Regions from separate parts of the Sus scrofa genome. Here region 1 is linked to region 2. A link is a contact called in public HiChIP or PLAC-seq data. All regions are on one chromosome and are shown on one strand. The core of a region is the stretch at or near the end of the contact, and the rest is flanking DNA. Distances in the headings are between cores, read along the strand shown.

Evidence for each region. HiChIP or PLAC-seq counts read pairs in DNA pulled down with a chosen protein or histone mark.
Region 1: an H3K27ac HiChIP or PLAC-seq map of skeletal muscle shows a contact between it and region 2. The contact joins two enhancer-like sites. A contact is called at or near these places in 12 of 47 Hi-C or Micro-C datasets (embryonic fibroblasts, fetal liver, fetal skeletal muscle and 7 more) and 2 of 2 datasets of contacts at active chromatin or transcription factors (alveolar macrophages and skeletal muscle).

Annotation. Positions count from the first base shown.
Region 1 is chr6:77,569,650-77,576,989 of Sscrofa11.1, reverse strand. It overlaps UBR4 (E3 ubiquitin-protein ligase UBR4), which reads left to right. Exons shown (of 108, transcript XM_021095464.1): 105 at 1,001-1,225; 106 at 5,011-5,101; 107 at 5,728-5,890. Among named protein-coding and RNA genes, the nearest start is that of IFFO2, 120 kb to the right of the region's middle. Within about 2 kb of position 2,234, at least 14 of the 83 cell types and tissues checked have an H3K27ac peak or open chromatin away from gene starts, as enhancers often do. A contact at or near this core is called in fetal skeletal muscle and skeletal muscle, where this site is marked.
Region 2 is chr6:77,418,676-77,425,260 of Sscrofa11.1, reverse strand. It overlaps IFFO2 (intermediate filament family orphan 2), which reads left to right. Exons shown (of 8, transcript XM_021095463.1): 2 at 3,398-3,458; 3 at 4,725-4,820. Among named protein-coding and RNA genes, the nearest start is that of ALDH4A1, 18 kb to the right of the region's middle. Within about 2 kb of position 2,145, at least 32 of the 83 cell types and tissues checked have an H3K27ac peak or open chromatin away from gene starts, as enhancers often do. A contact at or near this core is called in fetal skeletal muscle and skeletal muscle, where this site is marked.

The sequences.
Region 1 (7,340 bases), core at 985-3,484, 150 kb before region 2:
CTAAGGGACCACGGTCTTTGCCCACCCCCACCTCCTTTCTCACGGTGCAGAGTCTGGCAGTGCCATCTGCAGCCCTGGTGACTTTGATTCAGTGGCTGCTGGTGTTGTGCTTTTGTTTGTTTCCCCTACAGAATTAGGACAGGGCGTCAGGCACTCCTGGCCTGAGAGCACCAGCCGGGTTAAAAGGGAGGCATGTAGTTAGAAGTATCTGATAAGAAGGTGATCTCTCAGTCTGATCCAGTGACTCTTTGGAGTTCCATCGTGGCGCAGGGTGGAGAGTCGGTGTGGGGTGGGCTGGAGCCAGACTGACTGGGTCAGAGCCCGCTTCCTTCCTTCCCACTGTGTGGCGGGGCAAAACGCTTGCTTTCTCTGGGCTGCAGTTTCCCCTCTGTAACATCAGGATACTGCCCCTCTGATGAGGTCACTGTGATGATTAGAAGAGACAATCCGTAGAAAGCACGTAGAAGGTTCTTGGCGTTGAAGGTGATGATGATCATTATTTAGGCAAGAGCGAGAATGAGAAGCCATGTGTGCCTTTCAGAAGACGCTGTTCTAACGGAGGAGGGGGGGCGTAGGTACATAAGAGAATAGAGCCAAATAGAGAGTCCAGGGCAGGCATGGACAGTCATCCGTCATGAGACCGCGTGGGGGGGGACTGCGGGCTGTGGGCTCAGTCACTGGGCTTGGTCACCTCCCTTCCTGGGCCTCAGGTAGAAAGGGGCCGTGGACCCTTCCGGAGTCATTGGGACCCTTGGATGGTGGCATGTGTGTGAATACACAACGCTTGGCACATGCACTGTTGCAGCTGTGTCAGAGCCGGACTGGGGTGGGGGACAAGGGTGATGCCACCAAGAAGGGCTCAGGAGGGAAGGAGCCATGCTTGAAGTGGGGGACGGGGAGCCCAGCATTCAGGAAACTTAAAAGAAGACGGGAAATTGAGCAGACCCTCCTCCCCTCCTGAGGCTTCTGCACTGGTTTCATGCCACCCCTTCTGTTCCAGAACCCGAGCAACTTCCCGAGAGGAGAAGAACCTCCAGGGCTTTCTGGAGCAGCCCAAGGAGAAGTGGGTGGAGAGTGCCTTTGAAGTGGACGGGCCCCACTATTTCACAGTCCTGGCCCTCCACATCCTGCCCCCCGAGAAGTGGAGAGCCACACGCGTGGAAATCCTGCGGAGGCTGCTGGTGACCTCTCAGGCCCGGGCAGTGGCTCCAGGGGGAGCCACCAGGTCAGTACCTGTTTCAAGAAGCTGTCTCCCAGGCTGCCTGTCACCTGGACTCTGTCCCCACTGTGAGTGAAAGTCCCCAGCAGTGTGTGTGTGCTAAGGGGAGGCGCCCTTCCTGGACTGGTAGTTGCCCACAACCCTTCGTGGTCCGTCACATCAAGAATCTGGGCCTGAAAGCTGACAGGCACCTGCCTTCTCTGGATCAGGCACCTGGGTGGAGCCAGGTGCCTCTGGAAAATTTCTCAGAGAGGAAGCTAGCCAGGCACAGGGTGAGATTTCTCAGGAGAAGAGTTAGGGCCGACAGGCAGCTGAGGCAGGAAGCCAGCTTTTCTGACTCTTGCTGGTCTGGGCGTAAACTAACAAAGTTTCCTCAGGGCCATGGCTGGGGAGCTTCTTTTCTGATCATTAAAAGCTCGTCGTCTCCCTCTGTCACGTTCCTGTCCTGTCTGCGCCATGTTCCCTGAGCCTTTCCTTCTCTACTGTGCATGTGGACACCTCTGAAGAAGGCGGGCATTTCAGGAAGGATGCGGTCTCGTTTGCCTGACCCGGTGCTCTGATCTGGGTCAGCTGGGAGCTGTCTTGAGAGAAACAGCTGCAAACAACAAGAAGCCCTTTGTGACGACCGCACGGACTGCCACATGCTCAGTGGACTCCGTGGCACCATGCTGAGCCGGGTGGCCCTGCACAGTCTGCCTGCCCTGGGCTTCAGAGCAGGGTGTGGGTTTGTCAGCTTGCTTCTGCCCCTCGAGGGAAACCTGCTTCGCTCCAGGAAGGTCTGTCCTCATGTGTCTGCTTCCGCTAGCATCCGAGGGACCGTTTTCAGGGAGGGAGTGGTGGGGGAGCTTTGAGGCCCCTGGTGACAGACTAGGTGCAGACAGACCAGGTGGAGACAGCTGTGGGCCTGAATGTGCACACCTGGTGCCTCTCCCTCCATCACCCTGATTTACAGAGTCACTGGTCATGGGAACCTCCCAGCCCAGAGAGACCAGGCTGAATCTCCAGCCAGTGCCAGCCTCTGTGTAGAGTAGCAGCAGGCCAGTCTTATTGGGTCCCTACCTGCCCTCTGCCCCCATGCCAGACAGTGCACTTTCCAGCCTTTCCTGAGAGTCTGAAGCATTGATAGTTAACTAGCTGCTAGCAGTCAAAAGTTAGATCTGCAAGAGACTAAGTTGTCAATAAGCCAGGCTCGGCTTGTGGCCACAGCACATAAAGTGGCTGTTGACTGGGCACGGGCTCTCGGTGACAGGTGTGAAATCTGAACCCACAGGAGCTGTTTTGCTTTCAATTAGGAGACTAGGATTCATTACTGTCCTGGGCAGTTAAGGAAAAGCCAGTTTGGTCACAGCTGAATTAGGAAATCCAGTGTGAGCTGTGTTCGTGTGGCCATTTTCTCTGTAGCACATTAGTCACCTTTACTGATTAGTCTTAAATAACTAGGTTAGGGCAGGGCCACTGAAGATTCCTGCTGCTAAAGCAGAAGATCCACAAGGCACAGCCCTGGTTATGGTGTAGGGGTGTGAGTGGGGCTCCTGAAGCCGCTGACAGGGTGCTGGGCATTGGCATGGTGTGGGGACTCCTCCCAGGAGGGCCATTTAGAGGGAACGTCCTGGTGCTTGAGGCAGAGTCACTGAGCCCATTATGGGGTAGGAGGTAGCGGCAGATGCACAAAAAGCTAGGAATTTGCACAAGAGAAGTTGTTCTGCAGGTTTTACATTCAGGAAAAAGATTCCTCTGCCAGGAACTGGCAGGAATTTAAGCCGAGGCCTTTGCTAGCCTTTTCTGTTACCGGGTCTGCCTGCAGAGAACAAAGGTCACCCTCCCCTCAGCCCACCTGGCAGTAGTTCCCCCTTTCTGGCAGGAGGGCAGCGGCTGGGCGCTGTGGAGGGAAGGTACAGGTAGCATATTTTAGCAGAGTTGCCTCACTTTATTCTTTCATTTCACTTTTGTTAGTAGTTTAAACATTTACTGAATGCAGGTGGGGATGGCCTGTCCCATGCTAGGTAGTCCCAGGAGACCCATACAGTCTAGTTGCAGCTTCTGTAAGGAATCACCTGTTGGCTTGTTTTTATTTTTATGAGTCTAGCGTATGTAAACATGGGTATACACACAACACACACGCACGTCTTATTTATTTATTGTGGAATCAGTGGACATCTTTATTTTGGGGATACCCATTAGAAGTGTTTTGTGCTAGAAGAATGCTTTCCCAAATGATAGGTATAGAGTAGCATAGTTACGCAGGCGGTCGTGAAGCCCAGTAAGGACCATAGACAGAGAGGGAAACCTGGGGGACTCCGGGAGATCGCTGTAAGTTGAGATGGCTCAAGAAAGCCGTCAGAATGTTGTGGAGTGAAGCAGCCTGGCTTAACTGTAAAACCATAAATAGAAGCATGAGGTATGCCTCAGGTCATTAGGCAGAAGATGAAGCAAGGCCTGCATTCAAGTTCAGCGAGATAACCATCCTTTGGTTCAGGGACAGGAATTTAAGGGGAAGACGACATTCCACAGTGGCAGACCCTCATTATGCCCACACATGCTTTTCTTTTTTGTTGCTTTTTAGGGTCCCACCTGCAGCATATGGAGGTTCTCACGCTAGGGGTCAAATAGGAGCTGTAGCTGCCAGCCTGTGCCACAGCCACAGCAATGCAGGATCCGAGCTGCATCTGCAACATACCCCACAGCTCACAGCAAGCCCGGATCCATAACCCACGGAGCGAGGCCAGAGATTGAACCTGCATCCTCGTGGATGCTGATACTAATCAGATGTCTTGACCTCTGAGCCACGGTGGGAACCCCCCACACATGCATTACAGTACTAAGTTCTGATCCTTTCCGTTACGGACTCTGTTCCAAGGTGTGGAATCTCCACAGTAAGGGCTTATCTACCCTTTATTATTACAGACACAAAGGTGGTTTGCAGACGAAGCCTTTCCTAGATCTTGGGTTGTAGAAACCGAATCCTAGCCCTGACACTTCACTCCTTGTGCAGAGGGGCGTCTGGTCTTTCCGTATTTCCCAGGGGCCGTACCTGTTGTAATCAGTCCTCGGGCTGGGAGTGTCTGTCGAGGAGGCTGTGGGTGCTCTTGTCCCTGGCAGCCCCCGGTTTCCCAAGGGCCTGGTTGGTCTCTACTCCCAAACTGACTCATTGGACTAAGTAGTGACGATACTGGTTAGAAATGAAGGGGTGTGGTGAGCAGCTCCAGGATTCACCCAGGATTTGGGAGGCGTTGGGGCGGTTGCGGCTTCCATCCGAGGCAATGCTGTTGCTCAGACCAGGTTTCTGACAGCTGGCTGCTTTCTAGCACGGCACGTGGTGGACTGAATACTATGGCTGGTTTAGGTTTGCTGACTGTTTGTAAAAATTCTCCGGTGGAATGTAAAGATGGAAGTAGAACCTCGTTTCCTACGTCATTTACCAGGTCCCTCGAAGTCCCAGCGTGTGGCCGGGGCTAAACTCAGGGACACTGGGCCCCGCGATCTCCTTAAGCAGCAGCCTGGCGGTAGCTGTGGTGCATCTTACATCTTCCCCTCTCCGCTTGGCCCTGACTCAGCCGAGTCAGCGCTGGACAGGACGCGTTCATGGAAAGCCCTGTGGGGAATAAACCACTGAGTCGGAGGGCTTCAGAAGCCCTGTCCCAGCTGCTTTCTTCTGAGCAGAGGGGCTGGTGGCTGGAGCGAGTGACGCCCAGCTCCCGTGACCCTTCCCCAGCTCCCAGAATGCTTGGCTCTGTCCTTGTGCTGTGTCCTCCCAGGCTCTGCACGGACATGGGCTTTGGTTTCTGTTGCAGGCTGACAGACAAGGCGGTGAAGGACTACTCCGTGTATCGCTCTTCCCTTCTCTTCTGGGCTCTCGTCGATCTCATTTACAACATGTTTAAGGTAAGGGGCCAACCGGGGGTAGTGCGGGTTTTGGCGAGGACGTAGACACCCGGGCTGGTGCCCGCGGCCCTGCCCTGGCAGCCTGCTCCTCCACGGCCTCCGCCTGAAACAGGCTGCACCCGCCGTGGGAGGGCTCCCCTCTCGCTCAGGCCTGCGGCCTCAGGCTGCCGCAGACCCTCTCCTGCAGGTGCATCTCCTCCCCTCCGAGTCCCCCTTTCTTTGCTCTCGTCCCTCTGGGTAAAGCCCGTTGCCCTGTGTGAGTGTGACTTGTTCCAGCCGAGCTTCTAATAGGGACACTCCCCTCTGCCTGAGAGGATCAGCAGGGAGGCGGGAGGTCCTTTCATCACCTGCATGAAAACAGCTCCGCGAGAGCACCCTGGCCTCCCTCTCGGGGAGGTGCGGGTGTGGGAGGTGTGGGGTGGAAGAGCACATCCATGGCCTGTTGGAGCTCGTGGGACACACGAGCCCTGCTTAACAGGGGCTGTGAGAGGAGCGGAGGGGAGTTCTGTTCTGGAGGCAGAGCACATCCTCCGGGGAAACCGAGATGTGTGGGAGGTGCCCCCCCCCCCCCACCAAGGCACTGAGTGCCCCCCCCACCCCGGCCCGTCTCGCATTGGTTCTTGTAGAAGGTGCCGACCAGCAACACGGAGGGAGGCTGGTCCTGCTCGCTCGCGGAGTACATCCGCCACAACGACATGCCCATCCACGAGGCTGCCGACAAGGCCCTGAAGGCCTTCCAGGAGGAGTTCATGCCCGTGGAGACCTTCTCCGAGTTCCTCGATGCCGCCGGTCAGTGTCAGGGTTGTTCATCTTTCACAGACCTTCTGGGCAAAGCCCAGGCCTGCTTTAGTGGAGCTGGCCATTGCTTTCATCTCCACATGCGGGAAAAGACAGGTGCGACCTGGCCTGTGGGCTGCTGCTGAGACCTCGCTGGTGACAGGACAGCAGCCACTTCACCCCAGGCCTGTGCCTCTGCTCATGCAGGCGTGCAAAGTGGAGATGGGCTGATCCCTGTTCACAGACAGAGTAACTGAGGCTTTGAAGACCAAGCGGATTCCCGGTGGGGCACAGCTGGAGAATCGCTAGAGCCCCTTTTGCTTCCTGGCTTTTTACGACAGTTCAGAGAATTACCCGTCTTCTCCTGCCTCTTGGGGGCTGAGACATCTGTGTCACAGCTGCCCTGGGGAGCCGTGGAGAATTTCAACTCTGATTCCTGACGATAAGAAGTAAACATCAAGAGACAAAAAAAAAAAAAAAAAGAAAAAGAAAAAAAGAGGAGTTCCCATTGTGGCGCAGTGGTTAACAAATCCGACTAGGAACCATGAGGTTGCGGGTTCGATCCCTGCCTCGCTCAGTGGGTTAATGATCCGGCATTGCCATGAGCTGTGGTGTAGGTCGCAGACGCGGCTCGGATCCCGCGTTGCTGTGGCTCTGGCGTAGGCTGGCAGCTACAGCTCCGATTATACCCTAGCCTGGGAACCTCCATATGTCACGGGAGCGGCCCAAGAAATGGCCAAAAAATAAAAAAGAGAGAGCAAAGAACACCTCTGCTGATAGGAACGGGGCAGCACCCTGAACGCTGTCCCGTGAGACGTCCTCAGACGGTTGCTCAGCCCTGATAGCCAGTAAATGTGCAGCTCATTGTTCTCTGCTGTGTCCAGGTGCTCTGCACAGCAGATTTGTCATCCAAATTGCAAGCACATTAAATTTTGTTTGGATTTCATAACCAAGCATCAGATGACAGCAGGGGGAGGTGACTTGGGCCAGTGCTAGGAAAATCCACCCAGGATGAAAATCCCGCGTCCTCCCAGGCTGTGGGTGCCGTGGCAATCAGCCCCCATTGCTGCCATCCTTTCCAAGGTCGGGCTCCCAGAGCCAGAGCCGGGGAGCTACCTGCCTCACTCTTCTGTGAGCTGGTTTCCTCCCCCCGCCGCTCTTAGTCTGACATCTAAGAGCAGGAAAAGGTCTTCCCAGATCCACCATCAAGGGAAGGCCTCCACTAACGCTTTCAGGCGGTCCTCTGGGAGCTAGACCCTCAGATGTCTGGAGGGATGCTCTCTGGGAATTCTTCTTCCCTCCCGGCTCAGCACCAGCGGGTGGAGTTTCCCCAGAAGCCCTGAGCCTGCCTTCTAGTTTGGCTGTTTGTTACAATGGCCTCCCTGGAAGCTGTGCTGGATGGGCCTTTGCTGGCCTGGTGCCTCCCCCGTTATCTGGGGTCAGGTGTTAGCACTGCCCACCC
Region 2 (6,585 bases), core at 896-3,395:
TCAGGCCATCTTGGCCTTGGCTGGAGTTGTCTGCGTGCACCGAGTCTTCATTTTCCCACCCGTGAAATGGGGAGGCAATTTCTCTCCAGCTTCAGAGCCCACTGTGTGAGCTCCCTTGCCCAGGAGTGGGCTGGACATAAAAGTCAGGACGGCAAAGGTTAAAGAACATGACATCCACCAACCCCAACCCATCGTAGGTGTGTCCCCTTTCGGTGGCAACTGGCCATCCCCTGGCCTTCCTGTTGGCCCATCTTTGCTTATGTGGGTCCTGCTGCCTGAGACACCCGTCCTGCAGAAACCTTACTCCCATGGGCAGATCCAGGTCAGGGGACAAGACAAGGCCTGGGAAGCAGTTTTGGAATGTTGGAGCCCACAACTTGGTGGACCAGTTTGTGGTTAAGCTGCAGGCACCCTCCCCCTGGGCTGAGTTGCAGTGAATGCAGAGCATCTGGGGTGCCTTCAGAAACATGGCCCATCCATCGGTTCATCCCAGTCAGCCGGTGCAGCTGAAGGGCAAAGCTTTTCTGCACTGTCAACCTCAGAGCCAGCAAAGCCAAGCTTTCCCGTCGCGGCTGGGAGGGGACGTCAGTACGAGCAACGGGTTTCGTCTGTCAAGCCAGCTGCTATCAATACACTGGGGTCCTTCCTCGGTCTCCTGGGGGCAGGTGCACCAGCTGCCCACCCATCCAGCTCTGGAAATTGCAGGCCCGTGAAATCGTTTGTGCAAGCTCATCTGCTGGGGTGCAGCTCAGCCAGGCGAGGGGGCTGCCACAGTGCCTTCTGCAGGGCAGCTAGCTAGAAGTGAGCCCCATCCCAGGCCTGCGGGATCTGGGTCTCTGTGAGAGCGAGATACCTCAGAGGTTCCCATGCACATCTCAGTGGGAACCTGGTTGCTTTAGAGCACGAGCTAGGCTTCAGTCCCATCCCTGCTTGCTTGCTCTGTGACCTTAGATAGTTACCTCACCTCTCTGAACCTCAGGTCTCTCATCGGCAAAATGGGTTTGGGGGAAAATTCTTTACTTGAGAAGGTTAATCATTCACACAGAAGCTGCTATGATGTGTATGAAGCACCGAGCCAGTGCTCGGGACCCAGACCGTGCTCACCACTCAGTAGCCACTGCCATGGCAGCTGAAGTGTCCAGACCACCAAAGCCATGGCTTTAGTTCCACTCTAGGTTGACTTGGGACAAGTTGTTTTCCTTTGCTGGGCCTCATTTTGCCTGTCTGTTCAATGGGTCTATTGACCCCTGCCCTACCTTCCTCATGAGAAGGTGGCTTAAAGGAAAAATGAGCAGGGGGGAGGCAGGGCCTCCTTCCCAAGAGCCTGTCTGGGAAATGGGAGTGCATGGGGGTGACGTGCCCCTGGGTGCCTGCGCCTCACCCTTCTTGGCTCCCCTCCTCTGCTGCCCCTGCTGCTGCTGCTGCTGCTGTAAGACGCAGTATCGAGGCTGGCCTCAGGAGCCAGGCTGCGGCCACTGCCACACCAGGCGCTCCCTTGTCCCTGCTCTGCTCAGGGGCTTTGGAACCAAGTTCCCTGCCCCCGCCAGGATGGCACGGCCAGGAGAAATGATTCAGCTCGGGACTTGTGTTCCCGAGGGAAGCTCCAGGTGCCCCTGGCTGCGGGAGGAGGTGAGGGTGGCCCATGAATGTCTCCCCACCTGGACTTCCTGTTCCCATGGTGGACCTGGGCCTGGACTGCCGCCTCTGTGCCGCCATCCTGAGTGACCTTGGCCAAATTCTTTGTGTGCCCTGGGCCTCAGTTTCCCTATTTGTACAAGGAGGGTATTCAGGGAGATGCTCCTGCCTACGTTAGACCTTTAGCTTCTCTTGCTGCCGCTTTAGCTTCCTCCATGCCCCTCAGCCCCGCCAGGACCCCTGCCCCAGCCCCGCTGCCACTGGGTTCTGAACTCTGCAGTCCAGGGCAGATCTCAGCCTGGCTGCTGCCACGGGGCGGAGGGGGGCTGGTAAGGACCAAAGGGGATGGGGGAGGGGGTGCATGCGTGTCCTCTGGGAGCCCTGGCCAGGGCCATCGTGTCTTGTGTGGGAAAGAGGAGGAATTTTCCTCTGTGTGTGCAAACAGTATCCGTTTTCTCTTGTTTCCAAAGGCCGGTGACGTAACCCACTCTTCATCCATCCCTCCCCTCTGGCCTATTTTTAGCTGGCCCCGACAGCATCCTAAAAGGCTTCCAGACCTGCCTGCTCTGAGGCCATGTAGGGAGGCAGCTGTGGGGTGAGGAAAGAGAAGCTCCTGGTCTGCCCGTCTCAGGATGGAGGCGGAGAAGGACCTGCCCTCTGGGGAGCAAGGGGGATCTGTGTGGGGAGCGGGATGGGGCTCTGATGCGTCCCGGGTCTACAGGGAGCCTGGCAGGGTGACGCACTCAATCTGGAGCCTGGTTTGCGTCTGAGCCTCACCTGTCCTCACTCTGACCTTGGGCACCTGACTCTGCCTTGTTTTCCTCGCCCGTAATGTGGGGATCCTGGTGGCACCTACATTAGAGGTTGTTGTGAGGATTGAATGGCACCAGGTGGAGCAGTGCCTGGTCCCCAGTCAGCAGTCAGATAAGGCGAGCTGGCATTGTGGTGGCAACTCCTATGATTATCACCCCATCCTACCTCCAGTTAAGGCGGGGGATACACTGTGGGCCCCTGTGTGCCTTCTCCCTTCTGTCCTTTCCTGTCCAGCTTTAGCCAAGAAGATGATACATGTAAGGCCCCTGGAACAGAGCCTGGTACTTCACAAATATTAAATAGATGAGAGCTGTGTTTATTTTTTGTTTTAATATAATAAAACAGATCTGAGTTGAGACATCCAGCCCCACCCACTAACTAGCTGTGTGTCTTTGGTCAAGATATTTAACCTCTCTGAACCTCAATTTCCTGTCTGTAAGATGGGGATAATAACAGCGAGGCAGGAGATAGCTGTTGGTTCAGGCAGGCTGCAGGACAAATAGACTCCAAGACTGGAGGGGTTGGCACAATAAAAGTTTACTTCTTGCAGGGGCAAAGGAGAGTCTGAGCGTGGTGCTGGCTGCAGCCTGGCTCCTGAGAGCAGCCTCAGCACTCCCTCTTACAGAACAGAAGGAGCCGTAGTATTTGTATAGCACTTTACAGTTTGTGTGAAGCGGGGGTGGTGGTCCCTTCTGCCGTTGTCTCCCTGCAGGGGTGCTCTCATGCCTTCAGCCTGGCACATGTTAGTACCACCTGGTATTATGGTTATGGGTCAACCTGACTGACCCACCCACCCACCCTAGACTGGCAGCTCCCAAGGGACAGATGGGGATGGAGTCAGGTCCTTGCCCAGCCCGGGGACGGGCTCAGGGTGGGTGCCGGCATTGTGTCTGAGGTGGGACTGACCTCAGGAGGCCCCTCTGACCACTGTCCTTCTTGGCTTTTGCAGATGGGAGGAGGAGCTTGCTAAGCGCATGAATCTCCAGACCATGGTGGACACACTGCAGGAGGTAAGAGATCCTGGCTGGAGGAGGCTCTCAGGAGAGCCATGTGGCCGAGGGGCAGAGCCAGGGGCAGTTCCCAGCACAGCCTCAGTGCTGCGTTACCTCCTGCTCCTCAATCTCTCCTCGGTGGAGCCTCGCTTCCCCGGCCTCGGGGCTGAAGGCACCACCCAGTGTTGTGGAAAGCTCCAGTACGGGAGTCCAGGTGCTGCCCCTGGCTTGCAGGCACCAACCTGGGGCTGAGAGCTCTGAAGAGAGTGGTAGGCGTGTCACTGGGTGGGCTCCCAGCCCCAGCGGGCGCTCCATGGTGGGTCTGGGGACATTCTCTTGCTCTTCTGACTCGGCGGCTCTGTGCTCTGGGCCCTGCTCCTCACTTGCCAGCTGTGTGCTCTGGGCAGCAAACTTTACCTTCTCAGCCTTTGTTTTCCTCTCAGCCACCATTGTGGTGACCCCATGAGAAGGCATGCAAAGCTCTTTCAAGCATTAAAAAAAATTGCCTTCTGGGAGTTCCCTGGTGGCTCAGTGGGTTAAAGATCCAGCGTCGTCACTGCTGTGGCTCAGGTTTTGATCCCTGGCCCAGGAACTTCTGCATGCCGCAAGTGCGGCCAAAAAAAAAAAAAAAAAAATTGCCTTCTGATATTTAAAACATTGATTTTCTACAAAATTAGAGACAGATTTAAATAATGTCAATATGTAGGAGGCAAAGGATGAACAGCCTTCTTTTTCTTTTATGACAAAAGTGCTTTCTACTTTACAAACATAACATCTGATGCTCAAATATTTGGAAAATTCAGAACAACGCAGAGATGAAAATAAAACATACCCCCAGTTTCCTCCTCTCCACTGTTGATAAGTTGGTGTGTGACCTTCCGGTCCTTTCTGTGCAGTCACACACAAGCCCTGGGTATGCATATTCGGGTCCATTGACATGTGTGACATCGCCATTCTGGAGACCAGAGATGGTCAAACACGAGCAGTTTCACATGAACGGATCTACTCTTTTAACCTATTGGGATCACTTTTACCTTCACCTGTTCTTTTTCTCTTAATGCGTGCCATGCATTTTTTTCATACAATAAGTAGTCCTTTGAGAACTGTTTTAAGCTGAGCAGTGCCCTGCAGTGAGCAAGGGTGGAGTTGGGGGGCTAGGCTGGGACGAGGTCCTTGGCACCCCTTCCTTGCCTGGCACTCAGGTGCCCGGCTCAGTTGGATATCAGGCATCCCCACCAGGGAGCCCAGCCCCCCTAAACCCTCCGCCATCTCCATCCCCCGTAGGCAGCACAGGAGGCCGAAGCCATCCAGGAGGAGATGAATGAGAAGATTGAGCGTCTCAAGGCCGAGCTGGTGGTGTTTAAGGGGCTCATGAGTGACGTAAGTGCCACCGGCAGCCAACCCCAGGCGTCATGCCCTCCCCCACACCCATCATGCAAAACGCTTCATTCACTCCGAGGCTCCAGAGCTCGGCTTCTAGTTAGAGTCCTGGCTGGCTGCGTTTGCCCCGTGAGGATGACGGATGCATCATCGGAGACCAGGCCCCCCTCCCGGCCCCCTCCCCACTTCCGCTCCCCTTGGTCTGAGTAGAGATGCATTAATCTGCTGCTTAACCCATCCTGCCCTCCCGGGGCTCCTCTGATGGTCTGTGTGTGTTTGCTCCGCCTCCTGCCAGCTCACCACGGTGAGGGCGGGTAGAGGGTGGCCTTGGGTCTCGGAGTCTGGGTGCCGTGGGGGCCTGCCTGAGAGGCTTCCGGGCCAGCGGCCTTCGGCAGGGTTGTTTTGGAAAGTTGGGACAGGCCAGTGTATGTGTCCTTGGGATGATCGGAGCCCCTCTGAGTAACCGTGGGTGTGGTGGGGGCAGCCATTGGCAACCAGGGCCTCCTTCCTGCTGGGGACCCAGTTTCCCGCCACCTTCCAGCAGTGGGTAGTATGTCAAGTCTTCAGAAAGGAGAAGGAGCCCTAGTTCAGGTGACTCAGCCTGGCGTGGTTTCTGGTCCCGACCGTCGAGAGGCTGGGGCTGGAAGAGGCCACCTGGCTTCCCCCCAGTGGGGTCCGAGGGACCCCCTCCTCGTCCAAGAGCCAGGGGAGGAGTCTCTGTGGGGGGCAGGCCGGGTGGGAAAGCAGGGAGCTCTTTCAACAGCGGGACTTGTCTTTCTTTTTTTTCTTTGCTCTGACAAAATAAACACTGACTCTGCGGCTGCTGAGAGGATGCCTTCCAGCCCTTAGGGAGACCGGCAAACACCGTCTCACATTGTTTAGTTGGCGCCGAAGCCCTTAGCTCCCAGAGTCCCCCCGCCCCCTGCCCTGAACCTGAGCGGCTGTCCCGACCCTTCCACCCAGAAAAGGCTCAAGGCCCTCTTTGGACTCCCGGGCCTCCCGCCTGACACCTAGGGCTCCCCGCCGCCTCCGCCCAGCTGGAGCCAGGGAGCACCCCCACCCGCCCCCACGCTTGCTCCATCCCTCGCTCACGTAACCCCCTGCTGTCCTCCCTGCAGCCCATGACAGACCTGGACACAAAGATCCAAGAAAAGGCCATGAAGGTGGACATGGACATCTGCCGCCGAATCGATATCACGGCCAAGCTGTGCGATGTCGCACAGCAGCGGAACTCGGAAGACGTGTCCAAGATCTTCCAGGTGACTAGGGCCGCCCTGCTCACCAGCCGCCACTCCACCCTGCCTGGCCACCCCGTTTCCCTCACACCCCCTCCCCCCCCAGGTAGCGTTCCCCCAGCCCTCTGGCCGCCGCAGGAAAACATAGACTCAGGGTGCGTAGACGGATAGGCCTGTCTGACTCCATCATCAAGGCAGACCACGTCATCACATGGCTGAGGACACCACCCACCGGGATGGGTGGGTGGGGGAACAGGCTCCAGGAAGGAAACGGCAGAGCTGGGACCAGGACTCAGGTCTGATCTGCCAGGGCTTGGTCCGTCCGACCACTGGGTCCACTGCCCTGCTTCCTGGCTCTTCCTTTGGGAACCAGAACAGGGTGCCAGGGCCATGGTCGGGGAGCCCTGGCCAAGGCTCTGGGAGCGCTGGGTGAGCTGACCTGAGCCCTGGCCCGTGAGCCTCAGATTTCAGAAGAAGAGCCCTTGCCCACTGACTCTTCTCCGTTTCCACAGCGGACACTCTCGATGCTC